Linked DNA regions of Sus scrofa: all the other regions are linked to region 3. A link is a contact called in public HiChIP or PLAC-seq and promoter capture Hi-C data. All regions are on one chromosome and are shown on one strand. The core of a region is the stretch at or near the end of the contact, and the rest is flanking DNA. Distances in the headings are between cores, read along the strand shown. Region 1 holds the start of LOC102159419. Region 2 holds the start of EPSTI1 (epithelial-stromal interaction protein 1). Region 3 holds the start of LACC1 (laccase domain-containing protein 1).

The links. Promoter capture Hi-C pulls out the DNA fragments that hold promoters and counts their contacts. HiChIP or PLAC-seq counts read pairs in DNA pulled down with a chosen protein or histone mark.
Region 1: a promoter capture Hi-C map of liver shows a contact between it and region 3, with 14 times the contacts expected there. The contact joins the promoter of LOC102159419 here to the promoter of LACC1 in region 3. A contact is called at or near these places in 3 of 5 promoter capture datasets (fetal liver, fetal skeletal muscle and liver) and 1 of 2 datasets of contacts at active chromatin or transcription factors (alveolar macrophages).
Region 2: a contact with region 3 is called in an H3K27ac HiChIP or PLAC-seq map of alveolar macrophages. The contact joins the promoter of EPSTI1 here to the promoter of LACC1 in region 3. A contact is called at or near these places in 1 of 5 promoter capture datasets (fetal skeletal muscle) and 2 of 2 datasets of contacts at active chromatin or transcription factors (alveolar macrophages and skeletal muscle).

What each region holds. Positions count from the first base shown.
Region 1 is chr11:22,322,792-22,327,836 of Sscrofa11.1, forward strand. It overlaps LOC102159419, which reads right to left and starts at 2,055. Exons shown (of 3, transcript XM_021065393.1): 1 at 1,909-2,055; 2 at 747-1,807. The coding sequence starts at 2,055. The coding sequence ends at 1,094. It overlaps TRNAE-UUC (a tRNA gene), which reads left to right and starts at 2,048; the gene lies at 2,048-2,119.
Region 2 is chr11:24,115,125-24,119,559 of Sscrofa11.1, forward strand. EPSTI1 (epithelial-stromal interaction protein 1) reads left to right here and starts at 1,867. Exons shown (of 11, transcript XM_003482896.4): 1 at 1,867-2,213. The coding sequence starts at 2,035.
Region 3 is chr11:23,158,538-23,163,341 of Sscrofa11.1, forward strand. It overlaps LACC1 (laccase domain-containing protein 1), which reads right to left and starts at 1,253. Exons shown (of 7, transcript XM_005668443.3): 1 at 872-1,253. CCDC122 (coiled-coil domain-containing protein 122) reads left to right here and starts at 1,124. Exons shown (of 5, transcript XM_021065620.1): 1 at 1,124-1,244.

The sequences.
Region 1 (5,045 bases), core at 805-3,304, 830 kb before region 3:
GGATCCTTAACCCACGGAGTGAGGCCAGGGATCAAACCTGCATCCTCTGAGTCACAATGAGAACTCCCAGAACACTTTTTTTTTTTTTTTTAACTGCAAAAAAGCCGTGCCTTGGAGTATCTGCCTATTTCTGGGGTGTAAATACTCTCCCAGCAAGGCCATCTCAGGCTACCAATGTGATGTCACCCAATATAGGGTTAGAAAGAGAAGCCTGCAGTTAGACAATGTGATCTGGTGGGAGCCCGATTCAGCTCACCGCTGTTCATAGCCTGAAGTGATACCCAAGATGGAGCAGTGGGGGAGAACCATCTGGAATGAAGATGGAATTGCTGAAAAGTGCATTGTCCTGGACTGTGCTTTATTATTTAAGGTGACCATAGGGTTTTCTGTTCCTGCTCAAATTCTCATCCATGCCAAGGAAAAAGAGGAACACATTTCGGTTTGGGAGACGAAAGAAAAGTTGCATTTTGGTTATATCCCAAGGATGGTGCCTGTCCAATGTATGGGTTACACCGGGAACTTTTGTCTTTAAAACTGGTAAGATACATTTTAAAAAGAATTACCAAGTGGAAATACAGAACTGAAAGGTATAGGTGAAATCTCGGCCCCCAGACCGAGAACCGCAGTCGTAGGATGTCCTCCAGAGAAAGGCAGCTGGCTCACTGATTAAAAAACAAACAAGTGAAACTGTTCAAAAATGCAAAGATAGTACAGGAAGTACCCGCCCAAACTCGAGTAAGACCTACCTCATACTATGAAGATTAAATGAGCAAACGAATGTGAACGTGTCTCATACACACAGTAGGTTTGCAGCCAGCAAGTTGTGGTCTTCCTCCAGAGCTTCGCGAAGTTTCAATGGTGTTGGCCTCTCCCTTAGGGGAGCTTGATTTGTGTGAATACATGTCGAAGTCGTTTCTATTTCAGGGCTTTTTCCACCCCTGCTCTCCTGTTGCCGAATGTCACACGGAGGCCTTAAGAGAACCTCAGTCAGGGGCAGATCGAGAACTTTCGAAGACCCTTGGGCAGGTGGGGCCAGAGGGGGGAGTAAAGGAGAACCAGAACCAGCTTTTAACCAGGCTCCAAAGGGTCCAGCTCAAGTGAAAACAACTTCTGTGTGGTTTAAGCCACCACGAGGACACCGGGACCAGAGCTCTCCCACGCGGGCTGGCCCAACAACTGGTTCTTTGCGCTTCCTAATCCCCGCAGCCGCCTCTAAGGCAGAAGCTGCGCCGGAGGGATGCTGCTTCCGGCCGCGGCCGGGCTGGGGAACCGCGGGGAACCTTCCATCAGTCATGCCTGCTGGCAGGGAGGGACATGCTCCAGTTCTTAAATCTACCTTCACAAACCACCTTCGTCTACTTTCAGGGACACAAAGCCCGCCTTTTGCCGTTGAGTCAACAGAACCTGGAAAGTTCCAGGCTTCCAGGCAGCCCTCGCTCCGGTTTCTTGAGGGCAAAGAGACACTCTCTGGGGACGGGATGGGGCCGGCATAGCGCGGCGAAGAGAGACAGACGCCCGGGCGCTGAGGACACCCAGGCTTTGAGGCCCAGTGGTCGGGGGCGCACAGCCGGCGCGTGGCCGGGCGCGCGGGTCTGCCCGAGGGCACAGAGGCGAGCCTGCTGCCCTCGGAGCCGCGGCCGGGAGGCTGGTCAGCGGCCGCCAGAGACCGGGCGCCCAGCCCACTGCGGTCTCTTTTCACGGCTCCACACGGCACTTGTTTCTTATTAATGAGTCTACATTCCAAACCCCCGTCCTTCGGTGCTCTGCCGGATTTCTTGTGAGGAATTGTGAATAATGACTCATCAGCCTACAGTCTACACCGGTGTATACGCGGTGTCTAGAATGAGGAGCCTGGAAGAGACCTGAAAAGACGCCAACGTGAGGAGAAAAAGAGATTCGACTCTTCACCTCAAGGCTCCACAGGATAACGCGGACCCGAGGCGTTCCCGCATGCGCAGAAGCGGGTCTGACACAGAGGGCTGGGCGGGGCAAGAGGCAATCAGGCGGAAGACTCAATCTGTCTAGATTGGCAGGCGTGTTCGTCGTCTCCCACATGGTCTAGCGGTTAGGATTCCTGGTTTTCACCCAGGCGGCCCGGGTTCGACTCCCGGTGTGGGAACGCCAGTACTTCCTTTTTGAAAAGTAACCAACAGCAACCCAACTCAAGTTCCTCTTAACTAGGGAAAGATTAGTCTTTTCGGTAAACGGTATAACCTCATTTTAGGGCAGCCAGGAGAGACTGAGGCTGAAGACTCAGGCTGTTCCCTGGATCCGGCATGGGCACACAGCCCACACAAACCCAGTCCGGTCCTGGAGCCGGAGAGGAGGAAGTTAACTTGGACTTGGACCGTGCCAGATTAGCTTTTGAAATGTTGCTTACATCTCAGGAGCCTTGAGCCAGCCATCCTGTGCTAAGATAAATGTTTCAGCTGATTTTTCTGCGTAATTTCTCTTTGTACTATGAATAGGAGCCAAACGACCAAAAAGTGCTCTTCTTTGAAAGAAAAAAGAAAAGACACATTGTAGGACATTGCAGGGCTTTTAAACTGCCGAAAGCCATCCGTTCCTTCGAGAACGACAGCAAGGTTTTTCTGAAAAGAAGTATTATTGAGGGCAAAGGAGGTCAGTGTACAATCTATTGGGTTTCACTAAACCAGTTATTGGGGGGGGCAGGGGGCAGGGAGGAAGAAAAGAAAATTAGGTTATTACAAATATTGAAGAGCGAGGCAATGGCAAAAAAACCACTTTCTTCTCACGCCCTAACATATTTATTTGACACATTCTGTTTTAAAAACGTCAAGAATTCATGATATGCTCAATAAGATCTCTAGAATTAGAAATCTTAGTACTGATGTGTGACCAGTTTCCAACTGTTTCCCAAATAAGTGCATCTTTTGCTGGCATAGTTTATCTCTCTTACCTCTCCAAACATTTGCCATTAGGGAAAACCTCCAGGCATTTAGAAGCCGCACTCTTTCCCATTGGTGTTGAACTGTTTGAAACTCCCCCAGTTTGTTCCCAGACTGCCATTAACACTGAGGAATGACTGTGAAAAAGACTTGGCATCCAAAGGACTTTGAAATTTCCTCTCTTTTTAAAGTCCTTCGGGATTTTAAGGGACAGAAAAATGTCATCCTTCATGAGAAAAATGCTAAGCTAAATAGATGCTTATTCAGAATTCCTAATACAGAGCTTGGAGCAGAAACTGATCATCAGCAGGTACTCTGCATTTATTGAATTGAGTGGGACAGGATTGATAGGAAAATTAAAAGCCTAATCACAATAATACTACTTATTGAGCACATGCTATGAACTAGGCTAAATGTTTTACATACCTTTTTAAATTCGATCTTTATTTTGTTATTAGATAATATTATTATGCCTCTATCAGCCAGGAGCCCAGTAGGAAACTGATGACATTCTTAGCAGAGTTTAATAACAGGACTATTTATGATTTAACCACAAAAAATTATGCAGTCCTCAGGGCTCCCGGGACTAAAATGAGGAAAGAGGAGTTCCCTGGTGGCCTACCTGTTAAAAATCTGATGTTGTCATTGCTCTGGCACTGGTTCTATCCCTGGCCCAGGAACTTCTGCACGTGGATGGGCAAGGCCAAAACAACAACAACAAAAATCCCCAAACTAAAATAAAATGAGCAAGGAGAGGAAGGGTAGTTGATGGACAAGGCTGCCACTTAGGAGCTATGTTTTTTGTTTGTTGTTTTAAAACTTTCTTTCATATGGCAAGTGAGTTCCATTCACGTGAAGGTTGTTAAATAAACTCATCCTATGTACTGTTCATTTCCATAAAATAGATTTGTGGCCTCACAAAATTTGACAAAAGTTTCTTTTGGATGCAAATGATACTTAAGAGCCCCAGAGCATGGTAGATACTTCTACAGACACGTACTTAATAAAAGGAAGAGCTTAACTTTGTGGGGAGGTGGTTGCTTGCATTATATTTGTCATTTTTACTGCCTCGTATTTTACAAAACGTTTTTCCATAATTTTTATTAATCATCTTTATAATCAGTCTAGAGTCATACACTGAACTGCAAATGCCCTTTGCAGCCATTTAATGGAACCCCTCATTTTACTCATGAAGCATTGGTTCTGGATTTTATGCCTCTGATTCCCTAGTATTGGCCTTTAGATTGTATCCCCTCCCTACCCTTTTTATTTTTATTTTATTTTTTTGTCTTTTTTTAGAGCCTATGGGGCGTATGGAAATTCCCAGGCTAGGGGTCGAAGCAGAGCTGCAGCTGCCTGCCTACACCATAGGTGCAGGAGCGATAGATCTGTTCCAAGAACACATCTGTAATCAACGCCACCCTGGATCCTTAATCTCCTGAGCAGGACCAGGAATTGAACCCACATCCTCATGGATACTAGTCTGGTTCTTCACCCACTGAGCCACAATGGGAACTCCCCCACATTGAATCTTTCATGGTATCCTGGCCTGATACCACTCCCTCTTAAACTACTGGGTGCAGAGAAGATGAATTTTAAAAATTCTATGGTATCTCGCTTTTGGTCAGTGGTTAAGGCATAGCTGCATTAACATAGTTGTAACAATTTTTGTTTGAAATTTTGAGTTATTAAAATTTTTTTATTCACCATATTATCATTTCTAGAAAGTGATGATTGTTATTTGGAGTATTTGAACTAGGCATATGTTCTCAATATGCTTCCATTTTTGCATACGGTCATGAACTCTGAGAGGGTCTGCATAGAGATTGTTTTAAGCGCGCCCATGTGGGTATATAGAGTCACATAGATTTGTATGTATGTTCCCTCAGAGATATGCTGCATACAAAAAAATTCCTAAATATGGAGTTCCCATTGTGGCTCAGTGGAAACGAATCTGACTAGTATCCATGAGGACGCATGTTCGATCCCTGGCCCCACTCAATGGGTTAAGGATCCAGCGTTGCCATGAGCTGTGGTGCAGGGTGCAGAAGTAGCCTGGATCTGACGTTGCTGTGGCTGTGGTGTAGGCCACCAGCTACAGCTCTGATTTGACCCCCAGCCTGGGAACCTCCATGT
Region 2 (4,435 bases), core at 617-3,116, 960 kb after region 3:
TCTGCATTGCTGTGGCAGGCAGCTATAGCTCAGATATGACCCCTAGCCTGGGAATTTCCATATGTTGCAAGGGCGGCCCTAAGAAGCAAAAAATAAATCAAAAAAACCCCCAAGTATTTGTCTTTCTTTTCTAAGCACAGGTCACATAAGCACAACAATGGAGCTCTTAAGTGGCTGGCCAACTAGAGGCTGGGGTGCTCCAGCCCTTCTGCCCCGAGGGTTTACACGGTGTGGTCAGTGTAAGCCAAAGCCTCCGTTTTTTTGTTTTTTCATTTTTTGTTTTTTTTAAGTGTACTTGACTTACAATGTTGTGTGTCCATTTCTGCTGCACAGCAACGTGACCCAGTCATACAAATACATACATTTTTCCTTTTTTTTTTTTTTTTAAAGCCTCCATCTTTGTGCCTCCTTCTTCCTGGAGAACTCTTTGTCTTTTGCAGCTCATTCTCAAATGTCCCTCGTCTTTAGATGATTCAGAGGGCTAATCCCTAGTTTCCCTTGAACATTCCCTAGCCTTACACAGACGCTTTCTTTTTTTTTTTTTTTTTTTTCTTTTTAGGGCCGCACTTTCCAGCACATGGAAGGTCCCGTGCCAGGGGTCGAATCGGAGCTGTAGCTGCCAGCCTCTGCCGCAGCCACAGCTCATGGAAACACCAGGTCCCCAACCCACGGAGCAAGGCCAAGGATGGAATCCTCATGAATTCACGTCGGATTTGTTTCCAGGGCACCACAACGGGAACTCCCACTCTTGTTATTTCCCATGGTGGCATTAACGTGTGTTTACGGGTCTCTTAGAATACAGGTTACATGTGGGAAGAGCCTTGTTCATCTTTGTACAGCCAGCCTGATGACAGTGGTCACGAACCCAGCAGACATCAGAATCATCTTCCCAGACCTACAGGTCTTACAAATCCATATATCCATGTGTATATATATATATATATATATATATATTTTTTTTTTTTTTTCTTTTACCAGCCACATGTGCACCATATGGAAGTTCCCAGGCTGGAGGTCGAATGGGAGCTGCAGCTGAAGCCCAAGCCACAGCCACGGCAATGCTGTCTCCCAGTTGCATTGGCAACCCACCACGCAGCGGGTGGCAACAGCGGGATTCTAAACCCAGTGAGCAAGGCCGGGGATGTACCCGCGTCCCCATAGATACTCGTCAGGTGCTTAACCTGCTGAGCCACCACAGGAAGTCCTACATTCGTATTTTAAACTCTTCCCCATACCAATAATTGGTTGAATTATTGCCCAATATCTTCCTGCATGCAGCAGGCAATGGATAAAGATTTTGCGAATGTCCGATCAATGCCTTAGCGAGGCTGCGGGGGGAATCATCTCTGCCTTCCCCTCGGCTTGCTTCTCCACTTGCACTTTCTTTCGCGTTTTGATTTCACTTTCCATGTCCTTTACCTTGAAAGTACATGGTAAAAAACCAAACAGCCCTCATGACTGTTCAACGGCCAAATTTTGTTCAGATGCTTTTAATTATTCACCTAATCGCTGGCATCTGAAGGTTAATACATTGCTCACAGCTCAGTATCCAGCAGGAACGTCACATTAGGGGGAGCTGGTAAACTCTCCCTAAAGTGTCTTTCCGGGTTTTAGTCACCTTGAGGCTACTCCTCAAAGTGTCCGGGACTGATCGCAGATCAAACCTTGTAAACCATAAAACAACTTTATAAGCTTTTAGGGAGGTTGTGAGGCCTTGATCGAACTCACCTGTAGCTGGGGGCCCACCTCCACTCCACACCCCGGGCCGGGCGCCTCGCTGTGGGCGGGAGCTGCGGGCTGAGGTCAGGATAGAGGGAGCCCAACAGGAACAGGGAAGGGGAGGTCCCGGCGGGTGGCGCCGCCCGCCCGCCGCAAGTATCGAGAAATCGAAACTCAGCTGTTCAAACAGCTGCCGCCAAACTTCGGAATCGCCTCTCCAACTTGGGAATCGCATCTCCAGACCCGCGAAGCGTCCAGGCGCCTCCAGCATCCCTCCAGCGGCGGCGGCAGTCCGGGCGCCGCGGGCTCTGAACCATGTACACTCGCAGTGCGGTGCTGGGCTCGGGGGTCCGAGCCCCCGCTGCCTCCCGCCCTGACCGGGACCCCCCTGAGCGGCGCAGGGAGCTGGGCCCGCCGCAGGGCGCCGGGCAGGGTTTGGAGGCGGCTGCCGAGAGTCCTTCGCGGGAGAGCCTGGAGCACGAGCGCCCGAGGTTGTAAGTATTTAACCACCTGTCCTGTGTGTGGGGGGGAGCTCAGCCCCCCCCAACCGACCCATAGGTACTTCCCAGCTCATTGGAGTTTGAATCACAGTGGTTCATTTATTTACGGGTCTCTGAGAAAATGAAGCCTCCTTGGTCCGAACTGTAGCATCTATGAATTAGCTTATAAATTGAGTGTGCCAGTCCGGGGTCCTTTGCTCAACATCCGAGCCTCCCCCCCGCCCCTCCTTTCAAGAACACGACCTTCCTGATCTTGTCACTAGCTGCAGGACCGAAAAACTGGGTGTGTAGTAAACGCCTAGGCTTCTTACTCATTTTCCAGATGTCTCCAGAACACATGCTCTTAACTAGTATGGACATATTCTTTTTCCTTTCTTAATTGTTATTTTTGATTTTTTTATTACTCACTGAATTACATTTATAGGTGTACAATGATCATCATATTATATTTAAAAAAAGAAGGAGTTCCCTTCGTGGCTCAGTGGTTAACAACTCCAACTAGGAACCGTGAGGTTGCGGGTTCGATCCCTGGCCTTGTTCAGTGGGTTAAGGATCAGGCGTTGCCATGAGCTGTGGTGTAGGTTGCAGATGAGGCTCGGATCCAGAGTTGCTGTGGGTTTGGTGCAAGCCGGCGGCAACAACTCCGATTCGACCCGTAGCCTGCAAACCTCCATATGCCATGGGTGCAGCTCTAAAAGGTCAAAAGACAAAAAAAAAAAAAAAAAAAAGCCCCAAATAGTATCTTCACATCAGATGTCAGGTTACCGGTGAAGAGGGTATAGGTTATGGGGTAGAATATGCAAATGCTGCTCCTAGGAGTCTGCATCCCAGCGAAATTCCCATTTTAAGGTAGCTTCTTAGGACCAGAGAGGATGGGAGTGGCTGCAGTGTTTCTTGTTGCTGGCGTTGACAAGTGCTCTACACAGGAACAGGTAGGTAGCATTTCTTCTTGGTCTTTAGTTCAGGGGTCTTTGGTACAGTTGCCATCCTGGATGCATTTATTATGTAAAGTGTCAGTGAGTCTTTCTTTCCCACCCATGGACTGAGCTGTTTTAACGCAACAATATGGTTTGTAAAGATGTTGCTGCTTTTGAAGTGCTGCCTCTGTGAACTGGAACTTTCTAGATTCACTTTCATTTCACCTTTTGCACTGACTTCTAGTCCCCTGAAAGACAAAATGCTGGTTGCTAAGGAACAATATTTAACCTTATGACCAATGAACAGATTTTCTTACATCCTTTAACGTTTGAAAGAATTCTTTTTTTTGTTTTGTTTTGTCTTTTTAGGGCCGCATTTGTGGCATATGGAGGTTCCCAGGCTAGAGGTCAAATGGGAACTGTAGCTGCTGGCCTATGCCAGGGCCACAGCAACGTGGGATCTGAGCCACATCTTCAACCTACACCACAGCTCATGGCAACGCTGGATCCTTAACCCACTGAGCGAGGCCAGGGATTGAACCTGCGTCCTCATGGCTACTGGTTGGGTTTGTGGGTTTGTTAAATGCTGAGCCCTGATGGGAACTCCTGAAATAATTCTTAAGTACCAGGCTTTTAATAGTGTTCCATTTAGGGTTACCCTTAGATGGGGTGGATGATAAGGGTGATTTCAATGAGAGACTGATGCATTTCTCTCCTCCTCAGCATGGGAGGTAACTGGTCTTAGTCGAAGCTCATTAATTTCAAGTAATCTACATCTCTAAAAACTGTAACTTTTGATGTAACGGAGGTCACAGAAGTATAGTTTCATGTTGATGATATACAAACTCCACGTGCCTTTTTTCTATTACAAAGCATCTGCTCAGATAGAGTCATTTAATTGCAAGCGCATGAACCTTAGCAGTTGCAACTATCTGTTTTCTTTCTTTTCTTTCTCTTTTTTGACTGCACCTGCAGCATACAGAAGTTCTTAGGTCAGGGGTCCCACCCACGCCACAGCAGTGACAATGCTGGATCCTTAACTGCTAGGCCACCAGGGAACTCCTCTTTTCTTATTTGCTTGTACATTATCCCAGAATCTTGCTGGACCAAATTACTCAGAAAGGGACAGTTTTCTCATTCATTTTCCAGGCCTCAGTATCTGAAGACCTCATCGTATACTTATTTGTGATTTCTAAGATTTGTCAAAAGATCATGAGAGAGTGCGTGGGAGAGTTCAGTTCATTTTCATAGAACTTTTATTTTCTTTTGAACCAGTTGCAATAAGTAGAACATTATGAT
Region 3 (4,804 bases), core at 3-2,502:
CTTAGAACAACAGTTTTTGTTTTGTTTTTACATAGCAAATTTTAAGCAAGTAAATTACTTGTTGACTTAGACAAAGTCCTATTTTTTAATTACAGGGTGTCAACTTATCACTATATCATTAATCCTCACATGGCTGGCTTGTTAGATCACAGCTCTTTATATGAAATATGTCAGCCTGAAGTTCGATAGGTTAAATAGAGCTGCACTTAAAAAGTGCTTTTCTTCTTTGAGGAAAAGTTGCGTTTTTTGTTTTTGTTTTTTCAGAAACAGACTTAGAGATCCAGAGAACAAAATAGTGGTTACCAATGGGGGGGTGCGCAAGATAGGGGTAGGGATTAAGAGATAACAAACCACCGTGTCTAAAATAAGCTACAAGGTTATACTGTATAGCACAGAGAATATAGCAATATTTTGTAACTTTAAATAGCGTGCAATCTATAAAAATGTTGAATCGCTATGTCGTACACCTAAAACTAAAACTGTACATCAAAACTGTACTAAAAATTGCGTTTCTGAGGAGATCAGAGTTGACTGAGACGTTTCCCTCCAGGATTCACACAGCTCTCAGGAACAGCAAGGACCACAAGAGCAACAGCGACTGAGACCAGCTGGGCAGCCCACCGCTCTCCTCCCGACTCCCCGCCCCTGCGCCGGTTTTCTCACCTCCGGCCCCTGCCCTCCCACCCCAGGCTGTGGGTCTCTCTGGTGACCCGCCTCGGAGACACCGCCCCCGCCCCCGACAGTTTCCTCCGCGGTCACTCCTAGGCCCCTCCCTCTGCACTGTGGAAAGCCTGGGGGGCGCGACCCCACCCGCCAGGACCGCTGTCCAGACTCCGCCTGCCCTTCAGGACTTTCTGACGGTCGGACGCACACCGAGCCTGTGCTCCGTCCTCGCCTGAGGCACGTCGAGCTCGGTTCCACCTTCGGCCCGCGCGGCGAACTCGGAGACGTCTGCTGCCCCCGACGCCCGTCCTGAGGCTGAACGCGACCCGGCGGCCGCGAGCGCGTCCCGGGGCGTCCTAAGCCCGGACCCGCCGCTGTGTGGGCGGCGCCCGTCCCGCCTCATCTGCCCGAGGGCCGCGGAGGCGCGGCTGGGCCGGCGGGGAGCGACGCGGGGGGTGGACGCGCCCGAGTGCGGGGAAGCGTCAGCAGTTCCGGGTCAGGCCGCCTGCCCGCACTCGCCGCCTGGCGCCCGGAGGAGGAACGAGAACCGGAGTCGCGACGGGCCTTGCGGCCTGAACCAGGCGGGTCCGCGGGCGGGAGGCGGGGCGGGGGCGGGGACGGGCCGCGTGGGGCGCGGGGCCGGCTTCCCGACGGGGCGGGCGGCCTGGGGCCTCGGGTCGACCGCCGCCTCCCTTCCCGGGGCGGGCGAAGCCCTTTCCCCGCGTTCACGCTTACAGTCGCGGCCTGAAGAGCCGCCGGCCAGCGGCGCGGTCGGTCGCGACAGGGTTTCATGTCCTGAGCACAGCCCTCCCCCCCAACCTCGTTCCGTTAGGCCCCGGCAGTCTGTCCCACCCAGGTTCTAGTAATAGGCTTCCTTGGGGCAGGGGGAAGGGATTGTTTTCTGTTGCGTTTGGTTTGGTTTTGTTCTTTAACTGTTTTGCTTTGTTTGCAGAAATAAATTGGCTGAGCTTTCTCTTTTTGCTGATCCTGCCTAACTTGCTGACTAGACTTGACAGGTCCTTCGCTTGTGTTGATAAAGGGATGTTCTGTCCTGTGCGCCCTTTTAAAAATATGTTCCACGAGTAGAAAATTAGAAGCCTCGTTTTTCTGCCCTCAAAGAGCACAACATTCATTTATTTTAAAATATTGAGCAGCTCCTACGGATATGGAAAGCAGATGCTCTTTCTTCAACCTTCAAAGAGTAGAAGAGAGGGTGTTTCCTGTGTAACTGGTTATAATGGAAAGAGGTCCTTGTTTCTGATAGTTTCACATCATAAGTGAGGAACCTGTACCTGAAAGAAAGACTCTCAGCTATCTGGGAGTTTGAAGAGCTCTTGGAAGTGGGCGAGTGCTTCCGTTCTATTTGAGTAGAGAATGGGGTTACCAACCCTCGATAGGAAGCCACTGCTCATATCTGGCAGCTGTTTTTGTCAACATTTGTATTTTCATTATTTTTGCTGGATATTTGTTAAGTGCCCTGAGTGGTATATGGTGCCCTGATGAGAAGATTTACACTGCCCTGAGCTTGTTTTATGTTAAATATTACTGTAAGCACAAAAAGACAAAAAAAAAAAAAAAAAAAAAAAAAAAAGAAAAAAGAAAGGAGTTCCCGTCGTGGCGCAGTGGTTAACGAATCCTACTAGGAACCATGAGGTTGCGGGTTCGGTCCCTGCCCTTGCTCAGTGGGTTAAGATCCGGCGTTGCCGTGAGCTGTGGTGTAGGTTGCAGACACAGCTCGGATCCCACGTTGCTGTGGCTGTGGTGTAGGGCAGCAGCTACAGCTCTGATTAGACCCCTCTCCTGGGAACCTCCATATGCCACGGGAGTGGCCCTAGAAAAGGCAAAAAGACTATATATATATTACTGTAAGCAAAATAGACGTCTTTTAGTTACAAGCCTGGGTTAAAACATTTATCTCTGTTTTTATAGACAAATGGTGGGAATTCATTTTCTCTCATGCAACAGTAACAGTTAAAAAGTTAGGAGTTCTTTGGTGGTGCAGTGGGTTAAGTAAGGATCTGGTGTTGTCACAGCAGCGGCTTGGGTTGCTGCTGTGGTTCTAGTTCCAGTTCTAGCCTAGAACTTCCACATGCCCTTGGTGTGGCCAAAATAATAATAATTACAATGTATAACAGTAAAATGTTTAAAAAACTTTTAAATATTTCAAAATAGGGAAGTGGTCAAAGAATAGAAAATTTGTCATTATATTGTATTTACATACCATTTTCTTGCACCATCTGATCCTAGACTATGGCCTCATCTCTTAACACTCTTCCTCATCTCCATTCCCCCTGCTCCAGTGGCTCTCAATCCTGGCTGTTAGTAGGAACTATACCTAGAGCTTAAAAACATAAATCCAGGTGCCACCCTGCTCTAGATGTACCTTTGAATCAGAATCTCCAGCAGTCAAGTCTGGGCAAGTTTGGCTTTGTTTTTTGTTTTCTTTTAATCTTTACAGATGATTCAGATGCATAATTAGATTTGATAAAAAAAAAAAAACAACTTCCCTATTCCCAAGTCACGCAAGCTAAAAAGGGTGTTCCTTGGAACACCATATGATTTCATCCTTACATAAGCTATTCCTTCTACTTAGAACACCCTTCTCCTTTCATGTTTTTTTAACTGTTACTAGTTAGGACCCTTCAAGCTCAAACATAACTTACCTTGAGTTCCTATACCCTCACCAAGGAGAATTAACTGCTGCTGCTTTAGCATTTTTTTTTTTTTTTTTTAGTAGAGGACAAGCTCTCTCAAAGATACAGTCTGAACCCATAGCCAAACAATATATTGAAGTCAATGAAACATTAAATTGTACACTTCATAAAGACAAACTTGATAGTATATAAATTATATCTAAATCTGTTTAAAAGCAAAGTCACACCAGAGAGTCTTGAAAAAGTATATCATAATACTTTAAACATTTTTTAAACCTGAAACAACTGTGTATTTGCCGGTCTCGAGAAACTCTAAGGCCTCTCTTTTTCACGTGGCCTCCTGATCAGAGTTCTGCATCATCTCCCTTCCATAGACTATACCGATAAACCATCAGCTAAGATTTCTCAAGATTTCATTCTTTATGAGGAAAATAACTTAAAGGCACTTGTGTAGCTATCTGACTGCTATTTTTTCTTTATAATCTTTTATAGTTATTTCACACATTCAGACAACTCACTTTAGTCTTTCCAGACTATTAAACATATATTTTAAAGAAAGAACCAACATTATTTTTGTACTATTTTGTAGGTTTACATAATCTTTAATTGAACTATGAGAGCACAATGACAAGTACAAGCAGCATGAAAAGGTTTGGGAACAAACACAAATGACATTGTCATTTTGTAGAATTCCTCCGTTAGGAGCTTAAGTGGACAGACTCACTGGAGGGTAGCTTCCTAACCTTCAGCATTCAGTTTGTGCATTCATCATGGTCTGGGAATTAGCAGCTTATGATGAACTAAGGAAATAGAATGAGTTGGTTAAGAGTAGGTAGACTGAGAGTGCATTTGCCATACCCCCCTACATTTTCTTTTATTTATTTATTTATTTTTAAAATTTCTTTTTAGTGGCATATGAAAGTTCTCAGTCTAGGGGTTGAGTCACAGCAGCAGCTGCCAGCCTACACCACATCCACAGCAATTCGAGATCTGATCCGCATCTGCAACCTATGCTGCAGTTTGCGGTGGCAATACTGGATGCTTAACCCACTGAGGGAGACTGGGGATCAAACCCACATCCTCATGGAGACTAGTCGGGTTTTTAACCTGCTGAGCCGCAATGGGAACTCCTATACCTGTACATTTTCATTATTTGACTTTGCACCTATTTCCCCCATAGAGACGTGGAGCATTTGGGGGTGGGGCAGAGATAGGGTCAGACTGTAAAGGGACACTGTTGGGAAAATCCCCAGTCTTCCTAACACCACCATGTAAATCCTTCTTGTGAGAACACTTGAAACATTTTTTAAACTAGGAACAGTTGTTTTTCAGCCATTTACCGCGAGGTTTAGGAGTCCTCCCAGAAAAGGACGTGTAACATGCAAATTTCCTTGTTAGAAGCTTGTGTTAGTTTCTTAAGGTTGCCATAACAAATTACCAAAAACTGAATGGCTTAAAACAACAAAAATGTGTTCTCTCACAGTATA